2 separate regions of the Mus musculus genome follow, and region 2 is linked to region 1. The links are chromatin contacts, called in public HiChIP or PLAC-seq maps. All regions are on one chromosome and are shown on one strand. The core of a region is the stretch at or near the end of the contact, and the rest is flanking DNA. Distances in the headings are between cores, read along the strand shown. Region 1 overlaps Fam155a (family with sequence similarity 155, member A). Region 2 holds the start of Fam155a (family with sequence similarity 155, member A).

Evidence for each region. HiChIP or PLAC-seq counts read pairs in DNA pulled down with a chosen protein or histone mark.
Region 2: a contact with region 1 is called in an H3K27ac HiChIP or PLAC-seq map of VIP interneurons, with 4 times the contacts expected there. The contact joins the promoter of Fam155a here to the enhancer-like site in region 1. A contact is called at or near these places in 3 of 39 promoter capture datasets (embryonic stem cells, hippocampal neurons and stem cell-derived epiblast-like cells), 1 of 484 Hi-C or Micro-C datasets (the AtT-20 cell line), 6 of 115 datasets of contacts at active chromatin or transcription factors (VIP interneurons, embryonic forebrain, embryonic hindbrain and 3 more) and 1 of 9 other capture datasets (pancreatic islet).

The regions. Positions count from the first base shown.
Region 1 is chr8:9,497,354-9,504,145 of GRCm38.p6, forward strand. The region is part of intron 1 of Fam155a (family with sequence similarity 155, member A); the gene reads right to left. Among named protein-coding and RNA genes, the nearest start is that of Fam155a, 270 kb to the right of the region's middle. Within about 2 kb of position 3,623, at least 5 of the 459 cell types and tissues checked have an H3K27ac peak or open chromatin away from gene starts, as enhancers often do. A contact at or near this core is called in the AtT-20 cell line, VIP interneurons and pancreatic islet, where this site is marked.
Region 2 is chr8:9,768,324-9,775,115 of GRCm38.p6, forward strand. It overlaps Fam155a (family with sequence similarity 155, member A), which reads right to left and starts at 2,700. Exons shown (of 3, transcript NM_173446.2): 1 at 1,754-2,700. The coding sequence starts at 2,695.

The DNA of each region.
Region 1 (6,792 bases), core at 2,373-4,872:
TCTCTAAGGTCAATAGAGTCAATAAGTCAATAAGGCAATTTCCAACCAAACTTCAATAGAGTTAGATGCTGATTTTAACTGTATTCTTGCTTTATGTAGTATCCCCATCATCACCAACATGGCTATCATCACTATAATTATCATCAGCAGGAGCAACAGCAGCATCGCCACCATCACCAGCAGCATAGCCATTACTAACATCACCACTAAATCATCACCAATATCACCATCATCCCCAGTAGCTTAGCCATCACTGCTATCACCTTTGTAGTCATCACCATCAGCAGAAGCCGCATCAGCATCATGACCGTCAGCACTACCATCCTCATGCACACCATTATCACCAACAGGGTCATCATCCATACATTTGCATTATTAGCCATACTAGTTGATTATCTGTAGATACCCAGATCTATTGCAGCTTTGAACATTAAAAGTCCTACACACCTTTGACCTAACTTCCATCCCAATCATCTCTGAAGTACTATTGACCATAAAATATCAGTAGCAGGCCAGCAACAAAAATAAATTGAAGTAGAAAACAAATCTTCAAATTGCACAACATCATGAAGAACTAGGTGTATGGAATGGGACAAAGAGTCCAATTTCCGGCCAGGTCCCACAGTAGAATCAACCATCTAAGAACATGGATCTTCTTTGTGCTGTGACTACCCAACAGAGGCATGGCTTCTGGTTTCTTTGTTGCTTCTTCCCTACAGACTGGATGGTGGTGACTCCTCCTTTTGCCACATAAGTTTCTCAGGGACATGGTCCCTTTGAGAAAGAAAACATATTTTGTTGTACAGAACACTTGGGCACAGGAAATTCAAATGTTTTTCCTAGGGAACAGAATCCACAGATCCTAAGCCCCATTTCAATATGCTTTCTACATACCATTCCCTGTAACAAGATGCAAACAACAAGCAAATGACAGAAACACATATGCTTGCAGGACAGAATAGACTCCACAGTGACTCTCATTATCTCCATTTTAAAAGGCATCCAGGGAGTGTAAAGGATGCTCCTGTGATTTATTCTAATAGTGTACACTGAGCCTGGCAGTGTGTACTTCTACTACTGTGAATGTTCTGATTGTCACAGCGGGCATTCACTCTGGGATGCCATGGACATTCAGGAAGACTAAGCTGAGGCAATAGAACCGCACCACAAAGTGTAACTTGGTGCATGCTCTCAGGCCACACTGCCTAGAAATTCTGGAAGTTTCCCTAAGGAAGGGTAAGGGAGGAGAGTTCTATAAAGGTTGAAAGTGAAGACTCAGAAGAGAAAAAATTCTCAGTTTAAATAGTTCTGAAAATGTATGAGTAAATCTATAAACAAAATGTAGGGCTCTTCTCAATACCATATTCCTTTTGGTACAATTCACCACTGTCTAAACTATTGCACACTTCTTAAAAGAAAATACTACTGTGGTCACATCATCCACATTGCTAAATTTTTCTCTTGTTCCTTCTGGGCTTGTTCACAATGGATTCAATCAAAGCACTCTGCTCCTCTCTCTCTCTCTCTCTCTCTCTCTCTCTCTCTCTCTCTCTCTCTCTCTCTCTCTCTCCCTCTCTCCAGTTATTACTGTGTTGATATTCAGATTGAGCATCATTTTCAGGGGACTCCAGACAGTGATGCTGGGAAAGATTAGGACTTGCCAAGGATGCTTGCCCTCAGTGTCTGTTGCATTACTGGATCCAGTGATGGGCTGCAAAGCAGGCAGAGGAAAGGCCTTATGCTCTTCTCTTGAGATGGGGCATTGGCACTCTAGGCCTTTCAGGGTCAGAAAGGGTTTACACAAGTGCTTCTGGGCCAATGGACTCACACTGGATCTAAACCACTGGCTGGCTTGGGTCTCAGGATGGCAGATGTTAGAAATCTGCTGTCTTCAAAATCATAGAGAAATTACTTGGGAGTAAGGGTAATTACAGAATGAAGGGAAACATGAGGATTTTCAAGCAGATGTAATTAGTCTGCATACTTCTAGGATAACAGAGGGATCAGCCAAAGATGAGATCAAGAGTACGCTGATTAAATGATAATGATAAGTGTATGTGTATATGTATATGCTTGTGTGTATATGTCCATATATGTGTATATGTATGAATATATGTATGTGTACAGCTGTGTACATGTATGCATGTACACAATTTTGTGCATGTACATATGAATATGTGTATTGTATATATGTGCATGTATGTATGTATGCAAAATGTGCATAGATACATGCATGCATATGTGTGTATATGTTCATGTATATATGGTTGTGTATATGTGTGTTGGAGTGTATATGTGTGTATGTATATGTACATGTTTATATGTGTTGAGGATATTTTATGACGCTCTTTGTTCTGTAAAACTACAAAAAACTCAGGAAACTGCTTCCACATTGGAACATGGAATTTACAGCAACCGCTGCCTGTGCTCCCAGACCATGGTCACTCAAAAAATGCATCCAAAATAACCTTTTATTTCCTTTCAGTGAGAGCTGTGGGTTTTGTTTTCAATTTTTCCTTATTGCATCACCTGTGTGTGCATGTATCTGTGTGTACATGTATGATGTGCATGCATGTATCTGTGTAGGTGTGTATGACTATGTACATAAGATAATTACCCTGTAGAGCACAGAACAGTTGAAAGAACATAATTCCTTGATTTCTGCACATGCTCTTTAACCTGATATTTTTAGTACTACTAGCTACTACTAATAGATATTATTCAAGCAACAATTCACCCATTTTTAAATATTTTATATTGGTTACTATTTAGGTCATCACATATACTCTGGGTTTTGAATTCCCTCATCAGTATTTTTACATCCTGATCATTTGGTCCTTAATATTCTTTTACGTTTTTCTGCCTTAAGAGTAAGGTGCAACTGAGTCTGTGAGTCCAGCTCTCTCCTCTAGCTGAAGTACTGCATCAGAATTTGCTGAGTGTCCTAACAACTACTGTATACTGCAGTGGTGTGAATCTGAAATGTCATCATGCCACCACTACTGCTCAGGTTTCGAACGCTTGTTCTCTATTTGGAAGGTTCTGGGATATTTAGGGATAACACGCTAAATGAGTTTAAGGATCAGCCATGAGGATCAGATTTTAAAGGGTCAGAGTTTAAGTTACAAAGGAAGCTGAGCTCTTGTCCCAAAGTGACCCAGCCTGATGGGAAAGTGACAGTTTCCTGGAAACTTCAACTGCTGGTTGAATTCAGAAGCCTCCAGGGGATTAAAGAGAAAAATCACCATTTAAAGATCTGTAAACTTAGGGGAGCCAGAGGACGCTGATCCAGTTGGACAAACACAGAAGTGCAGGCACACCTTAAGAGGAGAAGCTTGACAAGAAATGAAGCTCAACTGGACATTCCTGATTCACCCCCTTGTATTCTGATGGCCTCCCAAGTGGTCCCAGTGGGCATGAATATTGGTGTCATGGTGGTGCTGGTGTTCTGTGCACTCATCTGAATGTCAAATGAAGACAATGCTGAAGTTAAGGTCATGTGAGAGCATATGAAGTATCCCTAGGAAGCCCAGTGCCCTTGACCTCTGGTCCTCTTTGCTGAACCTCTTTGATGATCCTGCGTAAACAGCCCTGTGAAGTTCCAAGGGAATCGAAAGCAAACACTGTCATTCTGGACGCTGGCAGCAGGGCCAGCTGGCATGTAATTTTGTTACAAAGCTATTTCCTGCTACAGGAGGGTTTGAAATAACGTTTACTTGTATAATTCTAATTCTATTTAGTTTATCCATCCGGGGCTAAATAAAAAGCACAGATTAATCGAGCATGAATATGTCAGGCAGAAAACCATTTTAGGACATGAAAGAACTCAAAATTGTTTACAAATACTTTATAGTCTTATAAAAAAAAATTTCTCCCCAAGAGATGTCCATTCACTATCTGCCCCATAGTTGATCATTAGAGCAATAACTTCCAAACTATTGGGGGTTAAGAGCACATGTCAGCATAGTTGAGATCAAAGGTTACAGATAGCTTATAAAGATGAATCTGTAGAAAGAATAGAGGTGTCCAAAACAAAGAGTACCGTGAAATGAGACATCCTATATCCCTGTATCTACAGGTTTCTCCCTCAAGCTTAAATATATCACTAACCAGTTGTAAGGCCTTTTTAGCTCTAAAATCCAATGACTCTAAATTCAGTTTTGCTTGGTCTAGGTCTTAGAAATGCATGCTGCTACATACAGGGGAATATGTTCATGTATGTGCGAGGAGACAGTTGACTCAGCTAAAATAGTTGGATATGTTTAATCTAAGGAACTAGGTAAATATCACCCATGAAGTCTCTGCCAGGAAACTTGACCTGGGCAAAGAACTTATATCTATCCCTCCTGCAGGGAGGGTCTCTGAGAGTCTGAGACTCCATCACTCATTAGGAGGGAAGTTGGTGTTTCCTTCCTATGCTGACAGTTCATGAAACTCAAGGCTATAGTATTTTGCGTAGACCTTAAAAACATTTCCACAGAAGCTTTTACAATGATTTTACTGGAAACTTTTATCAGCCTCTTCCAGGAAAACATTTGGACCTTGGAAACTTCTACTTGAAATAAAACCAAATTTTTCTCAGTCATTCCAGGGCACAGATTAATGAATATGTCAAGCAGAAAACCATTTTACAATTAAAAAATTTTACAAATATTTTATATTCTTATAAGGAAAACTTCTCCAACATCTCTCCACTCACTGTTTGGCTCATATTTGATCTATCTATCCATCCATCCATTCACCATCTGTCTAGTTACTCATCTATCTATATCTATCTATCTATCTATCTATCTATCTATCTATCTATCTATCTATCTATCTGTTATTTATCTATCATCTTCCTATCATGTATCATCTATCTTATATGTCAATCACTATATATAGATAAATAGATAGATATAGATATAGGCATGTATGTATGTATTTATGTATGTATGTATGTATGTAGGAATAATTCTGTCTTTCCAGATGACGAATGTAAAACACTCACGGTATGGCTTGCTTTTTGCCCTGGAATAGCAAGAGTGCTCAATGAGAAGGGTTTGCTTTAGGAGAACTACTGACAGAAGAAGGCGCATTCCCCGACAACATAAAGCCTATAATGTGTTCTTTCTCACCCAGTGTCAAAAGTTGTTATAATCGCACTCAGCCACAGTGGCAGGGAGGATTTCCAAACAAGCATTTCAAAAACAAACTTATAATTTTATAGGCAAAGCAGGCTTAGAGGAAAACTTGAGGAGAGCATTCGGTTAGGAATGTGTACACTCCCAGCATCCCACTGCGTGCTGAAGGCTTCACAGTAGCAAATATGAATGTCAATAGCCACAATAACAGACACTGGATGGAGCAGTCTATCCCTCAGAAGGATCTCTGTGCTTTGATAACCATCATGGGAGACATTTCAGCAAAGTCACAGCTATACAGCGTTTGCAGAGGGCAGAGGAAGCATTGGGGCTCTGGAAAGAGGCTCCAGGAAGAGAGTGAATGCATCGCATGACAGAGAGCTGTGGTGATGAGACGGAGCAGGCGAGACCATACAGCACCCACCCCAAGAAGGCACTCATTAACCTCACCAAAGCTCAGTACCCATGCTGGCAACTGAATTAAGTTTCTGAAGCACGCGCACACACGTGCATACACTCACACACACACACACACACACACACACACACAATCTGCATATGTGTATTTATATGTAACGTGCATTAGTCTGTGTCAAGGTATGTGCATATGTTTGCATTTGCATGTATATGTGGAGGACAGAGGAGGGCACTGGATCCCCTGGAGCTGGGAGTGACCGACAATTATGAACCTCTCAAGATGGGTTCTGGGAACCACACTCTGGTCCTGGCGTCTGTCTTATATAGTAAGAAAGCCCATTAGCATTGAGTTTTCTCCCCACCCTCACTGTTCCCAGTGTCTATGTCACCATTATAAAAATGTAGAAGCTATGTAAACCGAGGGGTGAGGCCTTGGGAGGTATTCCTAGCTCTCATGGATGAAGATCTCAGAGGTAGGGCAGGCAGAGCTAAGGATAGCTGTCCTGTGGCCCTGCTGCACTTGTGAAGTCCTCATATTTACATAAATATTAAAGAGACTTGGGTTATAAGTTGGCAACAAGTTTCATTTTATATCTTCTTAAATTTTTCCCTTTTTCTGACTATAAGATCTTTGTTCAGAGCTCCAGTTCCAGTTGATCCAATGACTCTGATCTCCATGGGCTCATGCATATGGTGCACAGACATACATGTAGGCACGCACAAATATACATAAAATTAAATATATAAGTATTTTATTTTGTTGGCAAGACATATGAATGAAAATATTAAAGAAATATGGAGCATAGGAAATAAAAAATATTTCAGTAGTTTAATATATAGTCTACATTGTTAAATTATTTGTAAATACTCTATCATTATTAAAAATACAAAAATGAGCTACTACACAGTATATGTACATATAGTGTATATAGTAATAGATTCTCCATGCATATATATGTTCTGCCATTCTTATCGAAATATATTAGATATATTCTCATTTATGACAAAATTTAAATGAAAGGACATACAGCATCATAATCAATATTAATATAAAAGTTCCCTTTTAATATTTATACATATTATATAGATTTAATATATACTAAGCTAATTAAGTAGATGTGAAATTAATGCACAAGGTAGACTTAATTATCTACTAAACAAATCTTTCTAGCTCTTTACCAAATTTATCTTTGGTAACTTTTGTTGTCACTGTGGTTTGAAACAGGGTCTTACTATGGACTGGTGTACAACT
Region 2 (6,792 bases), core at 1,450-3,949, 270 kb after region 1:
AAAATTCTATGTTGAGAATGAATTCAGATGAAGAGAAAGAGAAACACTTGATGTATTTGGACAGTTCCTCTGAGGTAGGGAATTCCATTCCACTGAGGTAGGGATTCCACTCCACTGAGAGTGCAGACTCTCTTTCAAATACTGAGTTGACCAAATTAAAATCACAAGGCATGTCAGTGAGGGCTTACAGTCAAGGGAGCATGTAAAGTCAAATTTCATCATGACCCTTAACTGTAAATTATCAAAATCTATGGTATATGTTTACTAGAAGTAGAATTATCTATTATTTCCTTATCTTAATGTTTCGTGCAACGATCCCATCAGGATAAATAACAATGCAATGTATACATTAGTCATTCACTGTTAGTTTCTATCATTTTTCTTCCTAGGAATGAATTACGGGCATATTTAAAACATACATAGATAACTTAAATGTTGATTTATCCAGTAAAATAAAATTTTCATCAATGTGATCAACTGACTATTTTTGATGGCAGTCTAGGTTTCTGATCATAAAAAAGGAAAGAAAGATAGAAAACCCACAAGCAAGGCCAGATTAAGTTTGGATAAACTGTAAGGCGTGGCTTATAGGTCAGCTCTTCTGGCTTCAAATAAGAGCCCTGAGTTAAGCATCACACTCCTTTGATCTGTATGACCCTTGACCCCTCCTCCATAGAAAGCAAGAGGAGGAGGCCCTCTGGCTCTGGAGGTTGGGGAAGTCAGAAAGGGAAGAAAAGTTATGTGTCTAATTTCTTTTGAAACAACTGTACAATTTTCTTGTGTCTGTGTGTCTGTGTGTGCGCGCGTGTGTGTGCATGCTTTTTAATTGCTTTGAAAAGCTAACACCCACACCTACAGAGATCCTGTCCTCATGTCTTCCCAGCTAAAGGTCACTGCAGCTTCTTCATCTTTAGGCCTCTCTTGGACTAGCCCCATTTCAGCACCACGGACAGCGACACCCCCAGCAGCCCAGGGCTGCATATACCATTTCCAAGAAACTTGTCTAGACTTCCCCTTTGCTAATCATAATCAGCAAGGTCACCACAGCCCTTGCTGACTACAATACAATGTATTAGCTATTTCTCCGAATTTTAGCTCATAGCATCAAAGATGTGTCACTTGCTATTTCTTCAGAGTATGCAAAAAAAAGCAATTACGTAAGGTGTATGATCACCAGTTTAACATTGAGAATCAATTAATAGATAGCTAACTACGACCTTCTACTCCTATGACACCCAGGCCTATACTACACAGCTGTCTAAGAGAAAACAGGAAGCTTAAAGAGAACAGGCCTTCAGACTTACTAAAGAATGAAAGCTAGCCCATAAAACCCACAAAATGTGTACGTTTGACTGTTTTCCTCCCTACATTAACAGCTACACTTTCTTCTGTTCCTCTGACCAACCAACCTGATTATGTTAGAAGTGGAGAAATGATTCCCTCTGGCTACCTGCGTGTGTTGGTCCCTTCTCTATTTCCCTGAAAGGAATAGTATGCGCCAACTGCGAAGCTCGAAGAAACAGCTCAAGCCCTGACTTTGTTATCTTAGAAGATAGACTTCCCTGATGTACCAAGAGCTCTGAAAAGAAGGGCATCAGGCCACCAGCAACCTACCAGCTGTCCCCAACTCCATCAGAAAGTCAAGTTCTCATAGCCAGATAAACAATGATTAAACTTACAAAACCGGAGCCAGATAAACGAATCAAACATAAAAAAAGCCGCAGCGAAGGGGAAAGGAACCCGCTGTGCCTACCTTGCAGTCCTCAGGACAGGACTTCACCGAGTACTCATCCGACTGTAAGTACTTATGCAGCACGCTTTCAAACTCTTCGTACTTCTCCTGAGCGTGGTGGTCGTAGTCCTGGTAAGCCTCGATGCACTGTCTACACGTGGTCATCTCACCGCCCTCCGTGAGCACCACGTCCAGACTGCAGTTCAAAGTACTGGGGCTGGACAGCCCCGAAAACAACTCCCAAAGTGTGTAGGAATTACAAAATGAAAGGTAAAAATCCGACAAGTTCCACAGCGGAGTTGGCCGAGAGCCCCTGGACGACTGCTCCTCCCCCGCGGCCGCCCCCCGACTCCAGTTCCTGGCGCACACAGCGTCCGCGCTCTCCACGGTGAAGCACTGGCCGGAGGAGGCGCCCTGGGGGTAACAAGTCTCTAGGCGCCACACCGGCTTGGCAGAGTTTCCTAGAAAAAGAGCCCTGCTCCGGTTGTTCTTGCCTCGGTTGCCCTTGCTGCCGCCGCCGCCTCCCGGGGAGGGGGGCAGGGTGGGGGACGAGGAGGCGGAGAGGAGTCTGTGTGCCTGGGCGGCGGGCGAGGACTCCCCCATGCTGGCCAGGAGCGCGGGCCAGGAGGGCTCCTGCTGTCGCTGCCTCTGCTGCTGTCGCTGCCGCTGCTGCTGTCGCTGCTGCTGCTGCTGCTGCTGTTGCTGCTGTTGCTGCTGCTGTTGCTGCTGTTGCTGCTGCTGTTGGTGATGCTCTTTGTCCCGGGTCCGGGTCAGCTTGGCCTCGGCGCAGAACCACAAGTGATCAGAGAGCAGGACTGTGAAAAACAAGAGAGAAGCCAGAGACAGTCGCCATTTCTGAGCCCGCTCTGAATCGATGAACGGTTTCTCGTTCTCCCGGGGTGCTGCCAACCAGATTTTTAAGCCGTCGTCATACTGCCGACACATCCAAGCACCCCTGGTCATATTTTGGGAACGCACAGCCCTGGCCGACTCCACCGTGAGGGCTCCTGTGCCGGTGTCACCACAATATGCATTGACTTAAAGGGTTTAATTTCCGTATCCCCTCCTCCCGTTTCTTCTCTCTCTCTCTCTCTCTCTCTCTCTCTCTCTCTCTCCCTACATAAATATTACCATACTTTGGAGGAAGATCTTGCTTCCGACCTAAGCATCAGCCGACCCCATCCCTTGAAGAGTGGGAGACAATAAGAGAGAGAGAGAGAGAGAGAGAGAGAGAGAGAGAGAGAGAGAGAGAGAGAGAGAGACGCGGAGGCTGGTGCTGTGCTGGCCGGTGGGGAGGCTGAGTGCGGGAGGTGATGGTGGTGGAGGTGGCTGGGTGGCTGGCGCTGCTCCTATCACCCCGGCATTGTCAGCGCGCGGGTCCCCATGGCCCAGCTGAGGACAGCCCGCTCTCCCCTGCCAGGGGCATGCCGCGTCTCTGCTGCCCACTGACGGCGACCGGAGCGCCTCCCCTCCTCCTCTCCTCCTCCTCTTCTCCTCCTCTTCCTCCTCCTTCCTCTCCGTCGCTGGCTTCTCCTCCGCCTCCCGCGCCTACTTCGCGCTGGCTCTCCCCGCGCCCCGAGCTTGGGCGGCCGCCGGCGGGGCTGTCCCTCCCCCCCACCCCCCACCCCGCGCTCCGACTGTCGCCGCGGCCGCTGCAGGTCTGCCCGCGGGCGCCGCCGGGGGCCGAGTCGCCTGCTCTGGGCCTCCCGAGGCCACAGTCATCTTCAGTCCCCGGGCTAAGTTGCCGCCATCTTCGTCCTGGAGGCACACTTTTTTGGGGGGAGCGCTGGATTTTGCGTCATCTCCTCCCGCCCCGAGGTCTCTCCATCCTGGTGCAGTGACAGCAGCTTGGCCCGGGGCGGAGGACGAAGACGCGCCCCGGCAGCTTGAAGACCCGCTGTCCACCGCCCCCTCCGGGTCCTGTACACCCAGGCTTTTGCCCAGGGGTTGCGATCCCTCCCCACTTTTTATTTCAGAGTCAAGACGTGGGCCGAGTGGCCAAGGCTGCTGACCTGGGTCTTCAGCTTCTCCTTAGGACCCCGCTGTCTAGGGGACAAGTCCCAGACACCAGAGGGCAGCTAAGAGGTCCCTGTTGGGGACTAGGGACTGGGTATCATTTCCCTCGCTAGACAATCTTCTGCAAGAGGAGGCTGATTAGAGGAGGGGCGAGGTGACTTTGCAGGCTCAGTCTGAACGCTTTTTGAGTCTCTAGAGAGCTCCACTGCGTTTGGGTTTTGTCCTAAATCGGTTTTATGGGTCAGAAAGGATGCGGGGTGTGTGCATCTGTGTGTCTGCCTACACGGTGCTGTTTAACCGACACTGTGTGTGTGCTGCAGCTGTGACCACACTGTACTCCATGTCTGACCACGCTTTCTCCTCCAAAGTAAGCGGCAACAAAAGGTCTCCCCGCTCCAGGGAAGCACCAGCACTGCAGTACACCTCACCAGCATTGAGTGGGGGCCCTAATCTTGGAGGATTCCTGCAGAGGACCCCTAAGACCCTGAGGCATCTGCTCACTGTGCCTGCTGCCCAGCCCCGCTGGGTGGGCTCCTCTGCGCTGGAACTTCCGCAGCGCCCTCCAAGCTGGCACTACAGTCCAAGGCTCTGGTGCCCCTTAGTGTTGGCTCTAGGAGTTCCAGGAAGGAAAAGACAGACACATACTGGGAAAACCTGGGGTCCCCTGATTTCCAACCGACAAGGTGGGGATGCCAGGAGCAAACACCAGTCTCCTGGGGTCTGGGCAGCTCTTGCAAACCGCCCAGGTCCCTACCTGAGCCCAGAGCACCAGACCAGAGGATGCCAGGTGCTCTCTCTGGCCTCCAGGCACTCTTAACAGCCACCATGTCACTCTCTTCCCCTGTATCCCCAAGCCAATGCACATTCGAAAGAGCTTACCAGATGCCCTGAATCCTAAACAAGTACCCTAAGAAACCAAAAGGAGGGATCAAAAGGATTTGTTTTCCTACCAGAGTAGCTGTGGGTGCTGGGAACACAGAAGGATTGGAGAATTTCAAACGGGAAGTTGAGATCATTCCTTTCACTATAGTAATTTTGCATATTTAAATTAGATCCTGTGTATGCATACATGTGAAACTCTCCGTAATGGCCACTAGGAATGGAGTTCAGTTTGACAACTGGTATATGTAGAAATGCCAGGTGAGGGTTTAATGTGTCATGTAAGTACATTCTAGTACTTTGGGTTTCATTTTCTTGAATTTTTGATTTATGTCGGGTTTTTTTCTCCAACCCTAATTTCAATAAAATATTGTTTGTTAGCCAGCCCATCAGGAAGCTCTCTGTACTTAGGCGTGGTGCCCCACAGCTACAGAGTCTCATTACAGTGTAAGTATACACACGTGGGTATTATGTATACCCTCGATCATTTTATACAGGAATGGCACGTGTGTTATAGGAATTAAACACAAATAACTGGAAAGTAAAAGTCACAACCAAGCCAGGCGCAGTAGCATGTGCCTGTACTTTAAGCTATTCCATATATGAAGCTGGGGAAGTCACTTGGGTATGCAGGTCCCTGCCAGCCTGATGCAACATGACAAGACTCTGTCAAAAATACTCCAAATGACTCCAAAGGCAACTCTAACCCCTGTTTGCTCTCTTCACCGCCTCTGTGTCTCATTTATCTTAGGTGATAAAGCTTCTGTTCTATGATATTTACTATCTTGGCATATTAGAATGCTGATTGTTGAAATGATAACCATATTTATTGGGTAATAAGCAATTTTTCCCATACTCCTTACCCTCTTTTGCTGCCTTGCTAATTTGAGTCCAGACGCATGGATTTTAGTGGTGGGTTAAAGGAGTAGCTTGCCTCTCAATGCAAGCTGAAGAGGAAATACAGATGGGAGATAGAAGAAACACAATAAGTGAAATTAAAAGATTATACTTCTCCAACAAGGAGAAGAAGTTTGTTATTTTTAGCTTTATTATTATGCAGATGTAGCTAAATTACATCTCAAAAATAATTCTATGATGCTTAACACTAAGTTAAAACAATAATGCTTATACTTGATCTTGTAATAAATAGTTCATTCTTTATTTTTAGAACAACCTGGGCTTTTTCTTTTAACATTTCTCATGAATTGGATATTTTTTTTAAAAAAAATGAGACAATTTGCAGGATGTGACTGTGCAAAAGGCAGTCATTTCCTCATTTGCTAGCCAGTGATGGTTCCAGAGTGAGGGAGGAGAATCTGGGAGACTTCACTTGTCTGAGGACCACTCAAAGAGTGCAGAAAAGCAAGCCAGCCTAGACACAGGAGATGGAGAACACATACTGGCTGAGTGATGCTTGATGCACTGCAGTGCTCCAGGGCCTGCAAGCAGAGATAGAGGGAGACCAGGATTGAGACACTACTAGCAGCAGTGGCTGGGATCCAGGAGTCTTGGTTTAGGAAGCAGAAAGCTCATTTTGAAGAATGGTGGGGGGAAGAATCACACAAACAAAAATACCCCCAAACCAAAAGCAAGCAAACAAACAGCATCAACAAATACCTTCAACTTGAGGATCAAAGGCTAGTGCATCCCCCATAGGATGCCCATGAGAAGGAGTCAGAGAGGGCCGGGGCTCTACCTTAAGCTGGGCTCTGTGGGAAGCAGAGTGTAGCAGCAGTGGCTGCTGCTGCTGCTGCTGTTTCCCAGAATGGACTGGGACTTGTTGAGGAGACTGACATGAGAATTTGAATGCTCTTTCTCATTGACTGCACTATGAAGTTAATGCTAAATCAAAACAAGAAGTAGGTTCAAACTCCATGCTGGCCAGACTAGTAAATGCTGATCCTCGTGAGATTCTCAAGTCAAATTCTGCACACTGGAAGAGAACGGCAAACGGCGCATCTGGGTGCGAGGTTCATTTATCAGGAGAAGTGGGCTGTGGAGTCTAGAAACTCCCACGAAGGTTTTTACCTCGGAGTGTGACTAATGGCACTGAGGAGTCTCATGTTTGAGAAGCTGCCTCGTAATTGAGAGTTGCAGGTGCCTCGCGACTAGGAGTCGGGTTTCAGGATGAACTCCGTACACCTCAGTTTTTCTGTTACAAAAAT